Regions from separate parts of the Mus musculus genome. Here regions 1 and 2 are each linked to region 3. Evidence: chromatin contacts called from public Hi-C and HiChIP or PLAC-seq data. All regions are on one chromosome and are shown on one strand. Each heading gives the region's core, a stretch centred on a gene start, on an enhancer-like site or on the middle of the called end of the contact. The rest is flanking DNA. Distances are from core to core; before and after follow the strand shown. Region 1 has its middle 58 kb from the start of Mdm1. Region 2 has its middle 20 kb from the start of Mdm1. Region 3 overlaps Rap1b (RAS related protein 1b).

Region 1 (3,469 bases), core at 662-3,161, 270 kb before region 3:
TGCAGAATGAGCACAGTAGCTGCAGATGTCCTAGCTATGTCTGAGACTAAAAGGGCTGAGGGGGCAGTGCCAACTGCTTCCTGCCTCTTCTATCAGGAAATAAAAAGGCCCCCTAAGCCCTCCACAGCAGAACCTGGCATTTGCCCATTGGGCAAAAAGCTGTTGCAAAGTTACTCTCTGCTTCAGGAGAGACGGGAACCCGGAGTGCTCAGCTTCCCCATTTGGTATCGCGAAGGTCAGCAAACAGCTAGGGCACGTACTTCCACCTCCCCAAAGTCCCACATGCTCCACACCCTGGTCCATCAGACCCACACACTCCGGGGTTAAGTGGAACCTCAAAACGTAGCTTCTCTTGCTCAGCCCAGGTCAAAGAGATGACCCAATATGGTCCGCAGATGAGAATGGGCACACGTTGAGGAGGAGACTGTCTTCGGCCCGTGTCTTTGCAAGAGCTGCATTTGGAACGGGATGACCCCTTCGCATAGTTTAAACAGAAAGCAGAATTGGCTTGCCACATACTTATGCCCACAAGACAGGGAGGGCCTGAAGCCAGACCACTGACTTCAGAGGAAATAGTTAAAGCAGGTCACCCTGGGTTCAGTAAGACGGGGGTGACATGGAGGGGGTTACCCTCTAAACCTCACCCAGGAGAAAGATGGGAACTGGTAAGCCTGTCCCTTTAAGATGAAAGAGTTGTAACTGGGGGGGAGGGGATTAAATGAATGATTCCCAGCGACACAGCTCATCATAAACAACCAAGCAAACATCAAGGCCCTTGCAATTATTCCCAGTGTTGGTTTAGTCTGGGACAGAAAGTTACACAGGGCCGGGCAGTGATGGCTTCATGCCTTTCATTCCAGCACTTAGGAGGCAGAGGCAGACGGAGTTCTGAGTTCGAGGCTAGCCTGGTCTACAGAGTGAGTTCCAGGACAGCCAAGGCTACACAGAGAAACCCTGTCTTGAAAAAAACAAAAAAACAAAAACAAAAAAAGAAAAAATGAGAAAGAAAGTTACACAGGTCTTTATTCTAAACAATGGATTATTTGATCTAATGCAAAATAGACTCTATTAACAACGTCATAAAGTGTATATGTGGAAGTTACCATCTTTATTATTATTATTATTATTATCATTATTTATAAGCCAATATTCTGCTTTCAATGTTTTCTTTCATCTGAGAATTTTAATGAAGAAGCAGAGAAAAGGCTTATGGAGAACACGACCCCTCACTTCTCATTTATAATTCAAAAGCGTAATCAGTCCGTGGGGACTTCTGATCTTCAACAGACCATAACAAAAATAATACATTTGAACTTTTTAAATTAAAAAATACTAATTCAGGGACCCACCTGAAGACACTTCAGTTATTCCCAAGTCACCTAGCAATATTCCACAGCACAGAAACGATCACAGATTTATCTGTGGCTCTGAAAAACGGCTTCCAGACGAGAAGAGGCAGCGGTCGGCTCGTAGGGTGCTTTATCCGAACCGCTAACACGGCTTGCAAACTTAAAGTACTTCTTGTACATGGAAGTATCTTTGAGATAGAAAACACTCCACATTCACTTTCAACAAGAGACTCCCACTGGGCTCCGAATGGAAGGATGGGTGACAAGACAGAGAGCTGCCATCAAACACCAGGTTGTTTTCCCTCTACCCAGGCTAACACCAAGGGTTGTCCATACGAGGAGAACATGTCTGAGAGAACAAGGAAGCTGATGTTAATCTGGTAAGTTAGCTGGTCATCCCTCAGCACTCCCATCTTTCTGTCACCGGCTTTGCCAGAGGTAAAATGTAATGTCAGAATGATTCTCTTTGCTGTATCATGTTCAACTTCCATAATGCTAACAGGGTGAGATGCGGTGAGCACACACTGAGTTTCCATCAGTGAGCACTTGCCAAGGGGCCCGTCGCCAGCTCTCATGCTGCTGTCAGATGTACAGGTGCAGCCTTAGGAGCGAGCTGTCTGGGTTTTTTTGGTTGGTTCGTTCGTTTTTTCTGTTGTTTTGGGGTTTTTTTTTTTGGTTGGTTGGTTGGTTCGTTCGTTTTTTCGAGACAGGGTTTCTCTGTATAGCCCTGGCTGTCCTGGAACTCACTTTGTAGACCAGGCTGGCCTCGAACTCAGAAATCCGCCTGCCCCTGCCTCCCAAGTGCTGGAATTAAAAGCGTGCGTCACCACCGCCCGACATTAGCGAGCTGTCTGAATTCACACCCCAGCCCATCCCCTACTGCAGAAAGATCCAACGGGTTCCTCAGCTCCCTCAGCCCTACCTGCCTCTTCTACAGTAGCTAAGCAATCACCTCCACCACCACCATCATAACAGGGTCACTCAAACTTTTTTCCCACAGGTAAAGTAGTTAATGCTTTGGTATCTGGACCTCAGAAGACACACATTTAGCTCAACATGGAATTCCTTAAGCCCAGAGTTGAGTATCAAGCTGTAGCCAAACAGAGCCATGTTAAAGAGGAAACTGTTCTACCAGGGTCACAGGGAGGGGCACACTGTACACAGGGACAGGATGTGGTTTTCTGTTATGAGGCATGAAGTTCACGATGGGGAGAGGTCATCCGAGGCTTCTGAAGAAGGTGGGGACTGGGTCATGGGAGGCCCAGTAGGTCATGGTGATGCAACTAGTTTCTGTAAGTCAAATTTCATAAACCAGGTCTATAAAGTACTTTATAGTTGTATGTCATGAGGTGTTCCTTGATGGACCTCAAAATAGCAGCTTCCTTCTGGGTTGGGTTTAGAAATATCTTAAATCTCATCCTTTCTTAATGCTCTGTGTGTGCGTGTTTATATTCTGTAGGCTCTGTGAATCTCTGCATATAGAGTCTTGTGCGTGTTGGCTCAGCCTGAGAGACTTAGAGTCGACTGTAGAGCATCATTGGGATTGACTGGGAGTCTGGAGGAGAGTTGGCTAGGTCTTCGTCCAAATTGCAAGCTGGACAGTTTGGCTTAGGAGACTCTCTCACTCCAGCCACAGAGATGGCTTTTTAACGAGGATGCTGAAGAGCAGAGGTGAGATGCTAGTGGTCCAGCAGAGAGGAGACAGAGTAGACTCAAAAGGAGAGGTCACGGGGTGTCACTGATAACAAGCAAAGCGAAGGAGGCGATCCTCTAGCATGGCACCTTGCGTTCTTGCATGGGCCAAAACGGTAAGAAGGTAACTCATTCCAAAGGTAAAACGAATCCAGTAAAACATGACTCAGTGGAAAGATGAAAGACTTCATTCACAACATGATGACACAGCATCCTTGGGACTCCCGAGAGAAATAAGAGATAGAAATTAAGTCCAGAAAGGACTCTTCAGCCCCAGTCTAAATCAGTCACATGACAAGTAATTTTCAGCTCTTTTGCCCCCCAAAATTAATTTAACATTCTATAATGCATTATACTAATTTTAATGGTCATCTTACTATTAAGATTTATTATTAATTATATTTTAAAACCTGGACTTTTCTTTTAAA
Region 2 (3,654 bases), core at 1,035-3,534, 300 kb before region 3:
CTATTAATTTGCTTTGTTCTCACAATAATTCCAGGAAGTAGAAACACTACTATCTGCATTTTACAGCTGAGAAAACTGAGGCCTGGAGAGGTCACATCAGCTGCCCGTGATTAACCACCAACCATAAGTGATCCTCACAGACTGAGACATGGGGCGGAGCGGGGGCCGGGAGGGAGGGGTGTAGCCAGATAGAGTCCAGAAAGGCTAAAGCATGAAAAAAAAAAAAAAATCCAAGGACTCCTGCTCTCCCAGCAGCGTAAAGTAGCTGTGTTTCCGTATTGTAAACTGAAAGGAATAAGGAGAATATCAAGGCTTGAATATACTTGGCCCAGGGAGTGGCACTATTAGGAGGTTTGGCCTTTTTGGAGTAGATGTGTCAAAGTCACTGAGGGGTTTTAAGACCCTCATCCTAGCTGCCTGGAAGTCAGTCTTCCACTAGCAGCCTTCAGACGAAGATGTAGAACTTCACCATGCCTGCCTGGATGCTGCCATGCTCCCACTTTGATAATAGGATTGAACCTCTGAACCTATAAGCTGCCCCAATTAAATGTTGTCCTTATAAGAGTTGCCTTGGTCACAGCAGAGAAACCCTAAGACAGAGATTGCATTAAGATGCAATTTGTCCTTCCTGTATATCTCCGATGCTAAACAAATCACCCACACACACCCTTGTCCCCAGCTTGTAAATGAAGTCATTGGGATTACTCTGAGCCAGCCAGGCTGCGATGAGATTAGTAACCCTTCGAATTGGCAACCATCCTGCCCGAGAAGGCACGCGTGAGATGTGTCTCACTCTGCAGTGTTCATATCCTCATTGCTTCATTGCTCATCAGGAACAGTTTGGAATATGTACAAATCAGTCTCCATGGTAACCAATGTCCTTATTGAGTCAGATGTCACCCCCCCCACCACCAAGTGGCAGCCCGTCCACACCTACCTGAACCCCGAGTCCTCACTCATCGGTAGCAAATGTGGGGATCTAACTCCTGCATTGCTGCCTGAGCTGCCCATTTTGGAACCCAAGGTTACAGCCCAAAGGCTGGACTCCTCACACTCGTCACCTCCTGCCTGTGAAACAGAGACTATAGGCCCTGTCAGTGAGTCACACAGCTCTGTCATTTTCCTGTCACCCAAGTAGGAATTAGTATCTCCTGACTTTTGCTAGGCAAGATGGGAAAGCAGAGACTCCCTATCTTAGAAAACCGTGCCCAGGGGAAGACCAGCCCTCTGGGAGTCTGCCTTGCTTGCTTCTTGCTTCATGGAGGCCTGGAAACCCTAGTTTCAAAGTCTTGAACAATGGTTATCTTTGCTAACTGTAGGGATTCTCTTAAAATGAAGGGAGAAATTAAGAAACATTGTTACTTTAAAAATATTATTCCTGAGTCATCGGTATTTGAATGTTTTTGTAGGTTCGGATAGATTCCATATGGGTGGAAGGCTGGAGACTTGATTTTGAAAGGCAAACAGGATGCTTTAAACAGGAGGCAACTATGTATCATGCTACAACATCTCCCTGTGAAGGGATGTTGGAGCTGACTCGCACATTCTAGACCGGCCTCTAGCATTTATACTGCCTCAACAGACCCTACAGTCTCCATCGCCCCAGAAGAGACTCAAAACGGCACACACACTCTGCAGGCAGATGTCAGGGTAAGCCCAACAGCCACAGGAAACAGACGCGCATTACAAAAGAGGCTCCCCAGAGACAGGTGTGCGCTAGTGTAACCATGGTTTTTAATCTCTGCAAATGCACTCTCTGTACCTGCGCGCAGCTTGTACAGTACGTTCAAAAGAAACGCGCTAATAGCCAACAGATGGTCCCTCTCTGGCGCTTTCTTATCACGTAGCTTTGACTTTGCAGCTTTCCAGAATAGAGTGAAGCTGATGTGTCAGCTTGATTTATACATCCCATAATGAACCTCATCAAATACCGCTACCAATCATTTACGTCATACTCTAAACCTGGACTGGCTAGCTCTCCAGAACAGAGTGTACCTGATGTTTAAGCCTAGGAACTTGATACACGCAGCATCATGAACCTTGTGAAATATTACTATCAATCATTTACGTCGTAATGGACACCCGGACTGGCCATGGTACAGGGATGGCGTGTTTGTTTGTTTAACACTCTGAAAGCTTCGCGTATTTCTTTTCTCTCAGTCCTGGGGATTAGCAACACAGCAACCATTTCCTTTCGATGGCTGCCGTCAAGATAACCATCCCTGCCTGATTTCTTTGGAACGGCTTTCCCACGCTGAGGCGGAATCCTATCTTTTATTTATCTTAGAGAAATCGGAAAGACGCTGTCTACCTCTGGTCTGACACTGGTGTGGTCTCTGTCATAAAAACCAATAGTCAAGTTCAACCCAGGGACCAGGAATTGTTAAAGGTAATCATTGCCGTCCTCCTGGGTCTTTGACTGTCCAAGTGTTTGCTCCACAAGACAGGCAGGAACCAAGATGTAATCAAGACTCTGGCTGGTCCCAGAGGACCGAACTGCGTGTGAGTCATCTTCCTTTGTTACACAACCAACACAGACACAAAGGGACCCAGCAACATTTCGTCTCCTGAAGTGTAGCCTTTCATTAAATTACCGTACGGCACAACTGTGTTTCTACTCTCGGATTTTACAGAGCGGGCGTAGCTCAGGGGGATTGAACAAGTCTCAGAAAGCAACCAACATACAGAGCTGCCCCCATGTAGAGCTCAGAACCTCTTAAGGAAGTGAAGTGGGCAGAATTATCCTCATGAGGGACCTGCCTGGGAAACTGGAGCTGATGGAACCCAAACAGCACCGTGGTTCCAAGTAATGACACCACCTTTTGTTCTCGGGCTCTTTTTCCTACCTAAATCCTGTCACCTGCTTCTTCCCTAGGGAGTGAGCTAATCGGTGGCTGTTACCTCTCTCAATGGGTCCATCTGGTTCACTGAAATCTATCTCACCTGGAATAGCAAAACAAAAGATGGTAAGACAAGCATGAGTCAGTCTCATTTCTATGTCTATCACCCTCGATTTATGAAAGAATCCATTAGCTTCCCATTCACGGAAGGTGTCAACTATAAGGCAACAGGGCTTCCAGAACATTCTAATAAGACCTAAATTGAGCTGGTATTTATCCAGCTCATTTCAGGTTAAACATATAAGGTCCTAGTCTTCCTCCCTCTCCCCCACCCCCATGTGTGTGTGTGTGTGTGTGTGTGTCTGTCTGTCTGTCTGTCTGCCTCTGTCTCTGTGTGTCTCTGTCTCTCTGTGTGTGTCTCTGTGTCTCTGTCTCTTTCTGTGTCTCTCTGTGTGTGTCTGTCTGTCTATCTCTCTGTTTCTGTCTCTCTCTGTCTCTCTCTGTCTCTGTCTCTCTCTCTCTCTCAAGATCTCAATTAGCTGAGAATGACAGAGGGTAATATTGAGCATAATGATTCTCCAGCCTCTATCTCCAGAGCGTTGGGATTACTGGTGTGCACCACCATGCCCTAGTTATTGTTTTTATTTTTTTGATTTGAGACAGGCCCCACACTTTGTAGCCCAAGCTAGCCCAGAACTCTGGGTGACCCTTCAGAGTGCTAGAATTATAAGTGTGCGCTACTACACTTCACTAAGCATAACTCTTTCATTGGTAAAGCCCTTCAGGGAGGTAGTGTTAGAAGCTGTCCCAAAGC
Region 3 (3,669 bases), core at 199-2,698:
CCTATAGCCCAGGCTAGCCTTGAACTTGGAGTGAGCCTCCTGCCTTCTTCCCCCAAGTGCTGGGTTGATGGGCAAAATGCTTTGAAAGTAAGATCTAGCCACATTTATCTATGACCATATATATGCCTAAATATGTCTCTGTATTGGAAAGGAACATAATGGTAAAGACAAACAACCAATATGTTCAGTTCTAAAACATTAAATTTAGGTGTCCCTGCAGAGTGAAGTGTAATGGACTCTAAAATCTATAGATTTCACAACGGTGGCTTTAATTCCTCATTACCTGTGGCATAGGTTCTTAAGTTTGTGTGATCTTATATCAAAATTTCAGTAGGAATTGCTACAGAACCTTTGACTCACGAGGCTAGTGTAGGGCTTGAGAATTTGCCTTTTTGACAGGTTTGTTGGTGATGCTGCTGCGGATGTGAATGCCACACTTTAATGACCATTGTAGCGCTGGGCGGTTGGGTGTGCACTTATTCCTAGCAGGTTCCTGGACAGCCAGAGCTATAAGTGAGACTCTTAGCTCAAAACAAAACAAAATAAAAAACAAACAAACAAAAACAGAAAGAAAGAGACAGGCAGACAGACAGAAAAGAAAGAAAGAACGAACCAATCATAGAGTTAAGTGAACTAATATTGAAAGAGCTAAGTGCCTTTATGGTGGATGCTGTCATTTTCTGCACTTCTGTTTCTTTTAAAGATTTTTTTTTAATGTTTTTATGTGTCTGAGTGCTCTCTCTACATGTATACCTGCATTTCAGAAGAGGACATCAGATCCTATTATAGGGCGGTTGTGAGCTGCTATGTGGCTGCTGGGAATTGAACTCAGAAGCTCTGGAAGAGCAGTAACCAGTGCTCTTAACCACTGAGCCATTTCTCCAGCCCCTTTCTGCACTTCTGTAACTGAGAATCTGCAAGTTTTTGTTTTTCTGCAATTGCATTATTGTTTATTTAAAAAGTATCTTTTAAAATGTTAATGGCCACTAGTGGTTTGCATTACTTTCCCCGTACTACTCTTTTAAAATTACAAACATTAGATCTAGCCCAACTTGAGAGGCCATTAATAAGTATTTATTTGTACTAAGTTGATTTATTTTGTCATAGACTGTGAAATGAGAGGTTACACTTAGGACGTGAGAAGCTGAAATTTCTGCTTTAGGGACCTTCTTAATTTCCCCTTTTTGTATTGTGTAATTCAGTAACCGTGTGTCAGGAACCAAACAAACGTGAAGTTGGTTCACACCCTTAAACATTTTGAAGTGTTGAAATCTGCCAGCTTTTCATGGTAACACCCTTTGTACTTCCTATTAAAAAGGTTTTTTGATTACTGTGATTGGGTCCGCTGTGGTATGAATCTCCCCTCTGTTGTAAGCACCTTATAGCTTGGTCGTATTGTATAATTGTCTTTTTCCCTCATGACTGTCTTCGCAGGTTCCAATGATTCTGGTTGGCAATAAATGCGACTTGGAAGATGAAAGAGTTGTAGGAAAGGAACAAGGTCAGAACCTAGCAAGACAGTGGAACAACTGTGCATTCTTAGAATCCTCTGCAAAGTCCAAAATAAATGTTAATGAGGTATGTGCATGTGTACTTAGAATAGCTTCTTAGGCTCAGTGCAGCATCTTAAATTAATGGAGAGGCGGGGAGGTGGCTGAGCCCCGAGGCGCTTACTTACTCTTCTGAGAACCCGGGGTTAGTTCCCAGGACTGACATGGTGACTCATGACCATCTGGAACCCAAGCACCCTCTTCTGATGTCGCTGGGAGCCTGCATGCTCACTGTGCACATAAACTCATGCATGACCCAAACACACACATAAAAATAATAATTTTTTGCCAGATGGTAGTGGCACATGCCTTAAATACCAACATTCAGAAGGCTGAAGTGGGTGGATCTCTGAGTTGGAGGCCAGCCTGGCCTACCAAGCAAATTCCAAATAGCTGGGGCTATACTGAAAAACCTTGTCTCCAAAAATTAATTAATTAATTTTTAAAGAAAAGTATTACAAAGAACTCTAAGTTAATATATGCTCTTATAGGCCAAAAAAAAAAAAAAAACTTGTCTGGCATATGCATGCATATGAGTAACAATATGTTGGTTTAAGGGAAAGTTAGGCAGAAGGCCAGTTTTAAAAACCATTAATTTCATTGAGTATTTGAGAGTTTATATAAAGGCTAAAACTCAGAAAGATAGTGTGGTCCTTGAAGTAGGTGACGCCCCATAGATAGCAAGGCACAAAAGACGCGCAAAGCCAAGCCGTCTGAGACAGTAAAGGGCTTCTTTGTTGTAGGAGAGCTAACTGCATTAAGTAGAATTCTTCAACTCTTACTTTAATAGAAATGGTTTTAATTTTCTCAGAAAACAAAACAAAACCTGGTACTTATAAGAACACTGGCTTTACACTCCTTCTGCAAAAGAAAACGTGGAGATTCCTTTACAGCTGTGGAAATTGCCAGGAGTTTTTGTTTCTCTTTTTCATTTTTGGGTTTTTTGAGTTTGTTTTCCCTCTTTAAAAAAACAAGTGGTGGTGGTAATAATAATAATAGTAATTATAATAATAATAATAAAATATGTTTGCAGATCTTTTATGACCTAGTGCGGCAAATTAACAGAAAAACTCCAGTGCCTGGGAAGGCCCGCAAAAAGTCATCGTGTCAGCTGCTTTAATGTACTGAATGCATTGTAGCTCTGAGCCAGGTACGTTGCATTCACCTCACTAAATGATGTTTAATCCTTACAGATAGATATCAGGACTTGGTGTGGAAATCCTGGGGACTCAGATTACATGTTCATTTACATATTCATCAGAAGTGAGGGGCTTCGCAGGAGTGAACTTGGTTGTTCAGCACATACTTCTATCCTGGGGACCCTGAAAGCTTCTGATCAGAGCCAACCTTCTCTTCCCTCTTAGTTATATTTAGATAATTGAGACACAATAGAAGAGGGAGACAAGCTGTTGTAAGATGTGCATGGTGTGCCGACAAGGGCTTGTGATCTCTGCTCACTCAGGAGGACAAGCCTTCAAGGCAGGAACTCAGTATCCCTGCTTTACAGTTGCGACGGCCAGGCACAAACTAGGCTCTCTGCTTAACTCTAGGATCAGGATGATAAACAGTGCCAAGCCCTGCAGTTGGTGACCCAGGCAGAGCCAGGGTTTCAGCAGATTGCCCAGCTTCTGAGTCCATGCCCAGTGCTGTGCTGCAGTAGGTTCTGAAGAGGCAGACGACGGCACCAACTGCCATTAAATCGGAGCATAGGGCAAGTCTGTCAGAGTCTGAAGTGCTGAGCTGTGAGGTGCAAGAAGGCAGTGCTGGAGGAAGAAGGGTCCTCACTCAGCTGGGTAGGAGGAGAACCAAAGGGAGACGAAGGGCAGGGCACCTGGTGGTGGCAGCGGCAACATCGGCTGTGCACAGCTTTAACCCCAGCACGAGGGAGGCAGAGTTCCAGGACAGCCAGGCCTTCACAGAGACCCTGTCTCCAAAAAAAACTTAAAATACAAAGGAAACGAAGATTTTTTTTTTCAAGTTGTTAATACTGCTATTTGTCTGTTAACCCTAAATCTTCTAGTAAGATTGGTTTGACCATAAATTTTAATGTGATTTTTTCCCCTTGTTTTTGATTTATTGATTTATTTCTGGGGTGTGTGTGTGTGTGTGTATGAGACAT

Evidence for each region. A called contact is a pair of places that touch in the nucleus more often than the background predicts. HiChIP or PLAC-seq counts read pairs in DNA pulled down with a chosen protein or histone mark.
Region 1: an H3K4me3 HiChIP or PLAC-seq map of bone marrow-derived macrophages shows a contact between it and region 3, with 4 times the contacts expected there. The contact joins two enhancer-like sites. A contact is called at or near these places in 3 of 484 Hi-C or Micro-C datasets (bone marrow-derived DN3 thymocytes, bone marrow-derived macrophages and regulatory T cells), 2 of 115 datasets of contacts at active chromatin or transcription factors (bone marrow-derived macrophages and large pre-B cells) and 2 of 9 other capture datasets (adipose tissue and liver).
Region 2: a Hi-C map of bone marrow-derived macrophages shows a contact between it and region 3, with 25 read pairs. The contact joins two enhancer-like sites. A contact is called at or near these places in 11 of 484 Hi-C or Micro-C datasets (B cells, CD8 T cells, Th17 cells and 7 more), 6 of 115 datasets of contacts at active chromatin or transcription factors (bone marrow-derived dendritic cells, bone marrow-derived macrophages, cardiomyocytes and 3 more) and 3 of 9 other capture datasets (adipose tissue, liver and pancreatic islet).

What each region holds. Positions count from the first base shown.
Region 1 is chr10:118,082,288-118,085,756 of GRCm38.p6, reverse strand. No RefSeq gene overlaps it. Among named protein-coding and RNA genes, the nearest start is that of Mdm1, 58 kb to the left of the region's middle. Within about 2 kb of position 1,911, at least 112 of the 459 cell types and tissues checked have an H3K27ac peak or open chromatin away from gene starts, as enhancers often do. A contact at or near this core is called in bone marrow-derived macrophages, where this site is marked.
Region 2 is chr10:118,120,126-118,123,779 of GRCm38.p6, reverse strand. No RefSeq gene overlaps it. Among named protein-coding and RNA genes, the nearest start is that of Mdm1, 20 kb to the left of the region's middle. Within about 2 kb of position 2,284, at least 117 of the 459 cell types and tissues checked have an H3K27ac peak or open chromatin away from gene starts, as enhancers often do. A contact at or near this core is called in bone marrow-derived macrophages, where this site is marked.
Region 3 is chr10:117,816,375-117,820,043 of GRCm38.p6, reverse strand. It overlaps Rap1b (RAS related protein 1b), which reads left to right. Exons shown (of 8, transcript NM_024457.2): 6 at 1,435-1,578; 7 at 2,584-2,700. The coding sequence ends at 2,670. Among named protein-coding and RNA genes, the nearest start is that of Nup107, 26 kb to the right of the region's middle. Within about 2 kb of position 1,448, at least 28 of the 459 cell types and tissues checked have an H3K27ac peak or open chromatin away from gene starts, as enhancers often do. A contact at or near this core is called in bone marrow-derived macrophages, where this site is marked.